Linked DNA regions of Anser cygnoides: regions 1 and 3 are each linked to region 2. Evidence: chromatin contacts called from public Hi-C data. All regions are on one chromosome and are shown on one strand. The core of a region is the stretch at or near the end of the contact, and the rest is flanking DNA. Distances in the headings are between cores, read along the strand shown.

Region 1 (2,700 bases), core at 143-2,642, 150 kb before region 2:
CCCCAGCCCCTGCCTTCCCACAAAAACTCACGGCTTCTCCTGACACCTGCAAACCCAATATGCTCTTGGGATTCCCTTGAAGCTCTAAAATCCCATGTTTTTTTGATTCATTAACCCCCTTATTTATGCTAGAGCTTACTTGGCACCCTTTTTTCCCCACACCCAGCCCTGGGGAAGGGGTGCAAAGGCCGGAAGCTATTTAAAGTATTTGGGTACTTGTCATTGCACTAAGACAAGCCGAGAGGCTGGGAGCCGCACGGCAAGCAATGTTCCACCTGCAAAAGTCAAGGTTGAGACCTTGCATGGGGATGGGCTGCAAAAGACCAGTCAAGTGCAGTAGTGGGAAGGGGGGAAAGAGAGAACGAGGAGATCAATCTGTAACTGACTGTGAACAATCAATTGAGATACCCCACTACCTTCGGACCAGCCGACAGCACACCTCCATCCGGCTCTTATTTATACCTCCAGTATTCGACTACTCTTTAGGATATGGCTACTGATGGCTCTGTGCCCTCGGTGCCGTGTCCCTGGTGCCGTGCTCTCGGTGCCAGCCCCGCCGCCGGCGCCAGGCCCGATTTGAGGCACCCGTCACCGAGCGGAGCCAGGACCGGACCTTGCCGGCCGCCAAGCGCCGCGCTGCCCCCTGGGAAGGCGTCATGCAAATCACGGCACCGCGCCTCTGCTGGAGCCTGCGCGTGGGCGAGGCCACGCCTCTGGCCCCGCCCCCCACCCCCCATTTTCTCTCAGAGGTGATCTGGTTTCTGCCAGCTGAGAAAAAAGTGTGCCAGGAGGGGGTGCCCAGGCACCCTGCGGCTTTCAAAATGTGTTTTTAGAAGCAGCCCTATGGGGAAAAAAAAAAAAAGCGTTTCTGCTCCGGGCAGAAACTCCTTCTACACTCACGGTGCCAGCAGGCACGTAACGTACCCCTGGGACTGAAGGTCTCCAATAGTGCCAGTGTTCGTGAACGCCTCGTTAAAAATAAACAGATGAGTAAAGCCTCGTGCTTTGCCAGCTGATCTCATGGCTTGAGAGGCCTGGTCTGCAATGATTCGCACCTGAGCGTTCCACAACCCTGTGAGGCGCACCAGCACCTGGAGAAAGCAAGCACGTTGTGCATGTTCACCAGAAAGAAGAAACCTAAGCCTGTGACTGACCTCAGCAGTACCTGGAAAACATGTCGGGAGAGTGTGGACTGCAGCGTATGTCACCTGCAGGTGCATTTGGTAACAGAATAGAGCATCAGCAGTGTTCAGGAGGGACAGAAGCAACAGCAATGGTTCTTTAGTATGCAAATAGAAGATCTCCAGCACAGAGCTCAAAGGAGGAAGAACAGAAGATGAAATGGATATCAAAGGAAAAGGAAAAAAAGATCTTAAAGGAGAAAAAATATGCTCTCACTTGTGGTGAGGGCACCACATCTTTATTGCCTTTCAGACAGGCATGAATGTGCAACGGATTACTTGCATTGCTTTATGCAAATGCATTGTGCTAGAGGAATTTCTAAAGTGTATATGCACACACTTCATGTGTGTGGTATGAATAGCTGTTTGTGATTGCCTCATTTTCCTGATATTTAATATACCACTTGGGTTAATTACTGGAGAAAATTATTCACAGCAATCTGTCCAAAACTGAACATTTGTAAAGTGCATATAAATGATCATTGTGCAATTTTAGATTTGTTTAAAACTATGGTTATTCAAAATATCCATGACATCAGTCACAGGATTTTTTAGTCAGTATCTTGGTGCAGCAAGACATACCATAGTTTTCTCATCAGGACTCACTTGCCAGCCAAGGATAGCAGCTTGCTTTGTGCCAGCCATTTACACAGAAAATAAAAATCCTGCTACAAAATCAGTCTTATTGTTGCATAAAGCACACAGAAAGCAGAGCACACACAAGTGGGCCCTAGCTTAGTCTCAAGCTGAGAACATCACTAGCTCCAAAGAAAATGTTCTTTTTAGGGTATTTTGTATATTTCTTTACATTATTTACTTTGTATAAATAATCTGACCAAAGCTCTAGGATGAGCTTCAGCTGAACCAGCCTAATACCTAGTGACATCCAAGAAAGACTTCATTCCTCTTCTATGCCACCAGTTGCTCCCTTGCTGGTCAGTTCTTTGCTAGGTTTGTTTTCTGCCAGGTTAGTGACTTGAATTAGCTCACAGAGAAACTTGATGAGTACCAGAGGTTGCACAAGGCATGCAGCAATATTTAGGACAATGAGGGAAGAAAAATTGCACGTGAGATTACTACCTCCTGCTAGAAGCAAGCTGGTAGATCTGCTCAGCTGCAAGGAAGGACTTCATGTTCTCTCTTCAAACTCTTGAAAGCTTCCTCAGTTGTCAGCATATATTCTGGGGAAAATGCCTCTTAGTTAGAGGATGGGTAGGGGAATGTGTGTCTTTCCCGCCCCCTCCCCCCCCCACACCCCCCCCATGATCCTTATCTGATAGGTGTATAATAAAACTCTACAGGCTGGAAGGCACGTCCTGTGATGAGCAGCTGAGGACACTGGGTTTGTCAAGCCTGAAGAAGAGGAGGTTGAGGGATGATCTTGTTGCTTTCCACACCTTCCTGAGAAGGGGAAGTTGAGAGAGAGCTGTTTGTCTTTTCTCCCTGGTACCTGGTGATAGGACGAGTGGGAATGGCTCACAGCCACATTGGGGAAGCTCAGACTAGACGTTAGGGAAAA
Region 2 (3,056 bases), core at 67-2,566:
GACAAGTGTACAGATAATCTAGGGTTAAATTCCTTTCTCCTCAAAGGCACAGCTGGAGGATTTAAATACAAAGTGGGGGAGACAGCATGAGAGTCTACAAAGGAAAGGAATATGTCAAAGGGAAAGAGTATTAGGTGAGATCAGAAGGAAGGTTTTAATGACAGGAAAATAAGATCAGAAGGGCAAAAAATCATGGTGCAGGAACAGTTACTGAGGGGAAGAAAACTGAAAGAGGAAAAGCAATAAGGGAACAATGATGATTAAGGAATATAGGTAAGAGGAAATAAGAAGGATTGGAAAGTATCCCAGTGAGGACACAGTCAGCTTTCAGTGGCAGACAAAGTTACTGGGAGATGAATGAGGTGATTAGTTGCAATGGCAAAAGACTGCAGGACTAGCCATCCGGATGGAGGCAATAAATACATAAACAAGCAAACAGATAAAAGGTTATCTGAGGGGCACCCTCCCTGGGAGCACCACAACAGCAGGAGGTAACAAGGGAAAGTCCAGCACACAGTCCTTGACTGCGAGGGGACCTGGGGAAGGTGATAAGGAGGGAAGCACTCCGAGGGAGACACCACGGCGCTGGGGACACAGCAGGGTTTCTCTGGGCACAGCCAACAGCTCCTGGGCAGCCGCGGGCGCCGCTATGGCTGCGGGACGGCTGGGCTGGGGCACGGCGAGAGCAGGTTGCGCGGCGAGGACCGAGGAGAAGGCGGCTGAACGCTGGAAAACCGCGGCCGGGCAGCTCGCAGGAGGAGCCCAAAGGGCTTCGGGACGAGCGAGCGGAGGCCTGGGCCGAGCCCAGCACGGCACGGCCGGGGCCTGCAGGAGGGCCCGGTGGGGCGGCCCGGTCCCCGCAGCTCCCCGCCGCCGGCTCCGCGCATTTCAGCGCCCAGCCCGAGGCCTCCCCGCCCGTCCCGGCCCGGCCCGGAGGCCGGATCCCCGCGCCGCCGCCTCCCTGCCTCCCTTCCTCGCTGCGCGCCGGGGAGAAGAAAGGCGGCCGGGCCCGGCCTCCCCTGCCGCTGCTCCCCGCGGCGTGGCTCGTGGCCGGGCCCCGCTCCGCCTCGACCCGGCTCGGCCCGGCGGGGCCTCCCTCCCTGCCGGCCTCCCCCCTGCCGGCCCGTCCCGGCCTCCCCGCCGGCCTCGCTGCGCCACAGCGGCGCGGCCTCCCCGCGCTCACCAGCATCGCGCGTCCCGCAGAGTCAGGCCGCGGCCGCCCGCCCCTTCCGCCTCCGCCGGGCCCGGATCCGCCGCCGCCTCCCCCCGGCGCGCCGCGGACCGGAGAGCGCCGAGGCGCCGCCCCGGCCCGCCCCTCCGTGCCCCGGCAGGGCCCGGCCGCAGCCCCGCGGTGGAAGGAGCCCCGCGGCCGGGCCCTGGGCCCGAGACCCGCGTTCTTCTCTGGGCTCACCGTGCGGGCCCCGCCGACACAGCACCGGCCTCTTACTTCTCAGTCTGAAGTGTCAGGACTCTCACCCGTCCACGACCAAACGGCTGATGCTTTTGTATTTATTGGGAGCTCTGGTTCCTGGCTTGTCCTAGGCGGTACTGAACTACACGGTACCCAAAGCTCCAATGACTGCTAAAGTTGTGCCAGGCAGGGTCCTTGTCTAGCATTATTAAGCTAAACTGAGAGGCTCTCGTCTGTATTGCATCAAGAGTCATTAGCTTCAGTGAAGTGATAACTTAGACGGCAATTGAAGTGCGACTGTCATAATGACTAAAGATAGCTAGAAATCTTTCTATAATCATGAACTTCAAAAAAAAACTCAGAAAACAACACTGCAGAAAGAACAAGGTAGAAATTCTTTGAAATATATATATTTTTCAGTTGTGAGCTGGTTGGGAGGTGTGTAAGGCTGACTGATGCAGTTTTAAATAGTTAGATGAACTTATTTGCAATCTATGAACAAATTTAGCATAGATAATTTTAATGCAAAATAAAATACAAACTCCTAGCGTTTGCGTCACCTTCGTCTGGACTGCAGTTTTAACACCATGAAATAGGTGATGCAAAATCATACCAAATTAAGGCAAGTTTCAGAAAAGTAATGTTTTGGACTTAGTCCTGTCCTACAATTCCATAGTCCTCAGGAATAAATATTTTTGGAATTGTGCTGCAAGGAAGAATGGAATTGACAAGTCCTCAGTATTTTGCTTATTCAAGGCCATCTGTACTGTACCTCACAAGCCATGCAGATTTTCCCTGCCAAGATGAAGTCAAATACTGATCTGAATTATACCTGAAGACATGTAAAGCAACTCGTCATAAAAAAGTCTTATCATTTACATTAGTTTTAAGAAATCAACCCAGAAAACACAATAGCTTCATAGGAAAAAAAAAAAAGAGAGAGAGAGAGAGAGAAAAAAATGGGGAAGCAATCGAAACAAAACATTTGTTTGCACTGCAAAATGCTTCACTTGCATCCTGGCTCCACCAGCTTTACACCATTTTCAAAAATTGGCCTTCTCAAAGCTAATGGCCTTTAGTCACCTAAGTGCTTGAAAAAGTATTTCTCTGTATAATAACGCCTTACTTCAGCACAGCCTAGTGAAGTGGACATAAGCTAAGTCATTGACACAGCTCTTCTAATGAAACAGTTCTGGCTAAGCACTTGAGAAGCACTGTCTGAGGAACTGGTTTAATGCAGAGCGTGAACACTGTGTCAGTCAGCTGGGTGGCATCGCAGCACTTATATTAATTTTGCCCATGTAGACATAGTTTGCAAATACCATTCCTAGGCATCACTAAATTCCTGGCTTGCTAATGTGGTTTGTGCTAGAGGAGAGTCAGTGTTAGTCATGCTTTGTGCTGCATCAGCATGGCCAGCTCTGCACGATACAATAAAGGCCAGGAAGAGTAAGGGCAAACGAAATAGTCTGGGGGAGACAGGAACCAAATCCAAAGGAGAATGGAGTGGTAAAAAAAAAAGGGGGGGGGGGGGGAGGAGGTGACGACTGATTTTTCAGTCTTGGAAAGTAAGTTTTAATGACGTATTTTCAAACAATTATATTTACACAGAGGTAAAACCATCATTGGTTTAAAATCCTAAAAT
Region 3 (2,797 bases), core at 190-2,689, 170 kb before region 2:
TTCTAGCTGGATCTTGGTGCCTGACACCTGTGACTCTCTAGCAAGTTTACTAACCTCGTTTTTCAACTTGGTTAACGAGTATAGGTATAAAACTTAGCCGTCACAGAAGAAAAACTATTTAATCCTGCATTTCACATTCTAACAGATGAAAGCAATAATCACGCTACTTCTCCCTCTTACCTGGTTATTTTTTTTTCTATGAGTTTTTTTCACCTGTTTTCCAATGTCCAAACAATGTCAGCCCTGAAGTGCTGGGTCTGACAGCACACCCCTACATTGGTATAATATTGATATTATCCAGCTGTCTGCTGGTTAATCTCCAAACAAAGCTGGGATAAAATGGATTGCAGTAGCAACCATTTGTCTTATGGCAGAACTCAGATGAGGATGGCAGCAAATATTTCACACACCAGCACTATACTCAAATCACAGAATCACAGAATTGTAGGGGTTGGAAGGGACCTCAAGAGATCATCGGGTCCAACCCCCCTACCAAAACAGGTTCTCTAGAGCAGGTTGCCCAGGTAGGCATCCAGACAGGCCTTGAATATCTCCAGAGAAGGAGACTCCACAACCTCCCTGGGCAGCCTGTTCCAGAGCTCTGTCACCATCACCGCGAAGAAGTTCTTTTGCATGTTGGTGAGGAACTTCCTGCGATCCATTTTGTGGCCACAAATCAATAGTCATGTCAACCAAACACCCTGTAAATCTCTCTCTTGCGAACTCAGATGAGGAAGGCAGGAAATATTTCACACACCAGCACTACATTCAAATCAATGGTCATATTAACCAAACACCCTGTGAATATCAACCTCCTATACACTTAATTTTTCACATTTGGGTCACTATCCAACCCGGCTATGTACCACCACCGCATTACTGTGTGTCTATGTTAACAAAACACATCATCGGAACAAACTCTGTTTATTTTAATATTTATTCCCAAATCAGGCAGGATCAAGACAGCTTTTCTGAGCAGGTCTCATAGAAGGTCCCACTAAGCTGTAGCAATACGCATTTAATTTGAAAAAAATAAAAAAGCACGATTTTTTGTGTGACGTTCTGTGACCTCCGACGCCCACCACACAACCACCGGGACCCGCCCCCCGCCCGTGTCGGCCCCGCACCACCGCCATCGCACGGCCCCCTCACGGAGGGCCACGCCCACCCGCGCACGCGGCTCGCCCTGACAGGCCGCCGCCACCGCCCTTGCGCCCGCCCCCCGGCAGCACCCGCCAATCCTGAGCGCCAACGTTACGCTACGCACGGCGGGCGGGCGGGGAAGCCCCGTCCCCCTCCCTCCCCGGCACCACCCCCGCGCCCGCACCGCGGCTGCGCCCCATGCTCGTGGCGGCCGGCGGTTGGCGGCCGGCGGGCAGCCAATGGGCGCGCGGCAGCTCAGAGCAGGGCGTGCAGCTGCGCGCCGACGGCCCCGCGCGCTCCTTGCCCCGCCGCAGCGGAGCCGGGCCGGGCGGCGGCAGCAGCCAATCAGGGAGCGCGGTAGGGCGGCGGCGGCGGCGGCGGCAGTAGGAGCAGCAGCAGTAGCAGTACCGGCGGGATGAGGCGTCGCGGGGTGCGGGCGCTGCTGCTGCTGCTGGGGGTGGCGCTGGCGCTGGCCGTGCTGGCGCGCGGCGCGGCGGCCGAGGAGGACGAAGGTGAGCGCGGGGCGGGGCGGGAGCCGTGGGGAGCCCCGCTTCGGGCCGGGGGGGGGGGGGGGGCAGGTTGCCTAACCGCGTAATTAAAAGCCTGTAATTAGCCGCGGTGGACGGTGCTACGTTGCCAGATCGTGTGCCGCCTCGTGGCGTCAAGGGGCGCGCTTGCAGCCCTTCGGAGCGTCCCCGTTTCCCCAGTTTGTGCTGTGGGCGCTTTTCGGCCTTTCCTCCCATTGTCCTGGGGCGTCGCCTCTTCTGTGCGCTTGTTCCATCTCTGCTAATTAAATCGGCTGGTTGTAACCGTGCAGCCCTGTGACAAAGCCCTGAAGTTGTTGTGATGGGCACGCCGTGGCTGTTACGCCCCTTGCATGGCTACAAGGAAGGGTCCACGTAGAGAATCCGATACGGAAAAGGTGGAGGAAAGCTGCTTTCATAAATAAGGCTTTTGAGTGACCTGGGAATGGATTACAAGTCTTGGCCTCTGTGTTTCTGGAGATGGAGGTCATCTGGCTGGATGCAGCCTGGAAACAGGCTCTACAGTGCCCTTCCCAAAGGAAGCTTTCAGAGAGAATCCAAAAGGTGTTCGTGTTTGGGTCCAGCTTTTTCACACGGAAATCATCTTACTCAAGGAAAACTTACCAGGCCAGGTTTCCACTAAGGGTTGAGAGTTCAGTAAAGCCACTGCATCAATCAGTTTCAGGTAGAGTAGCCCATCATCCCAAAAAAGGCGTGCCAGTTAGTATCACGTACCTAGAGTTTTAAAGTAGGCGTCATTTCTATTAGTTGACTTAAGTAATAATGTGTTGAAATTTGTGCTATGAAACGGTCTGTATTCTGCTTGAGGACAAGTTATAGCAGAGCTGTCTCTTCATTGCCTTGTTCACCTTCTTTGCAAGTAGCTTTAAGAAAGAAAGTGCAGGTGTTTTATTTTCTTGAGCTGTATTATACAAATACTAACTTGTTACTTCTACTGTATCAGATGTCACAGTTACACTCATCCTGTGTCTGTTCTCTTGAAAATGTAAATCATCGATTCAAAATAAAGTTCCTTAATGACAAAAGCCTCACTGCCCCCTTACCTGCTCAGATCCTTAAAGCGGGTCCTTTGGACCCAATGCTGGTGGAGGTGTTAGAGGTAGCTAAAG

The links. Hi-C and Micro-C count contacts between places; a contact is called where the count stands out from the background.
Region 1: a contact with region 2 is called in a Hi-C map of liver, with 13 times the contacts expected there. The contact joins the enhancer-like site here to the promoter of CUL1 in region 2. A contact is called at or near these places in 2 of 7 Hi-C or Micro-C datasets (both in liver).
Region 3: a Hi-C map of liver shows a contact between it and region 2, with 7 times the contacts expected there. The contact joins the promoter of PDIA4 here to the promoter of CUL1 in region 2. A contact is called at or near these places in 2 of 7 Hi-C or Micro-C datasets (both in liver).

Annotation. Positions count from the first base shown.
Region 1 is chr2:56,804,684-56,807,383 of Taihu_goose_T2T_genome, forward strand. No RefSeq gene overlaps it. Among named protein-coding and RNA genes, the nearest start is that of PDIA4, 19 kb to the left of the region's middle. Within about 2 kb of position 1,393, at least 3 of the 3 cell types and tissues checked have open chromatin away from gene starts, as enhancers often do. A contact at or near this core is called in liver, where this site is marked.
Region 2 is chr2:56,957,414-56,960,469 of Taihu_goose_T2T_genome, forward strand. CUL1 (cullin 1) reads right to left here and starts at 1,317. Exons shown (of 22, transcript XM_048048996.2): 1 at 1,184-1,317.
Region 3 is chr2:56,785,464-56,788,260 of Taihu_goose_T2T_genome, forward strand. It overlaps PDIA4 (protein disulfide isomerase family A member 4), which reads left to right and starts at 1,440. Exons shown (of 10, transcript XM_066992153.1): 1 at 1,440-1,655. The coding sequence starts at 1,559.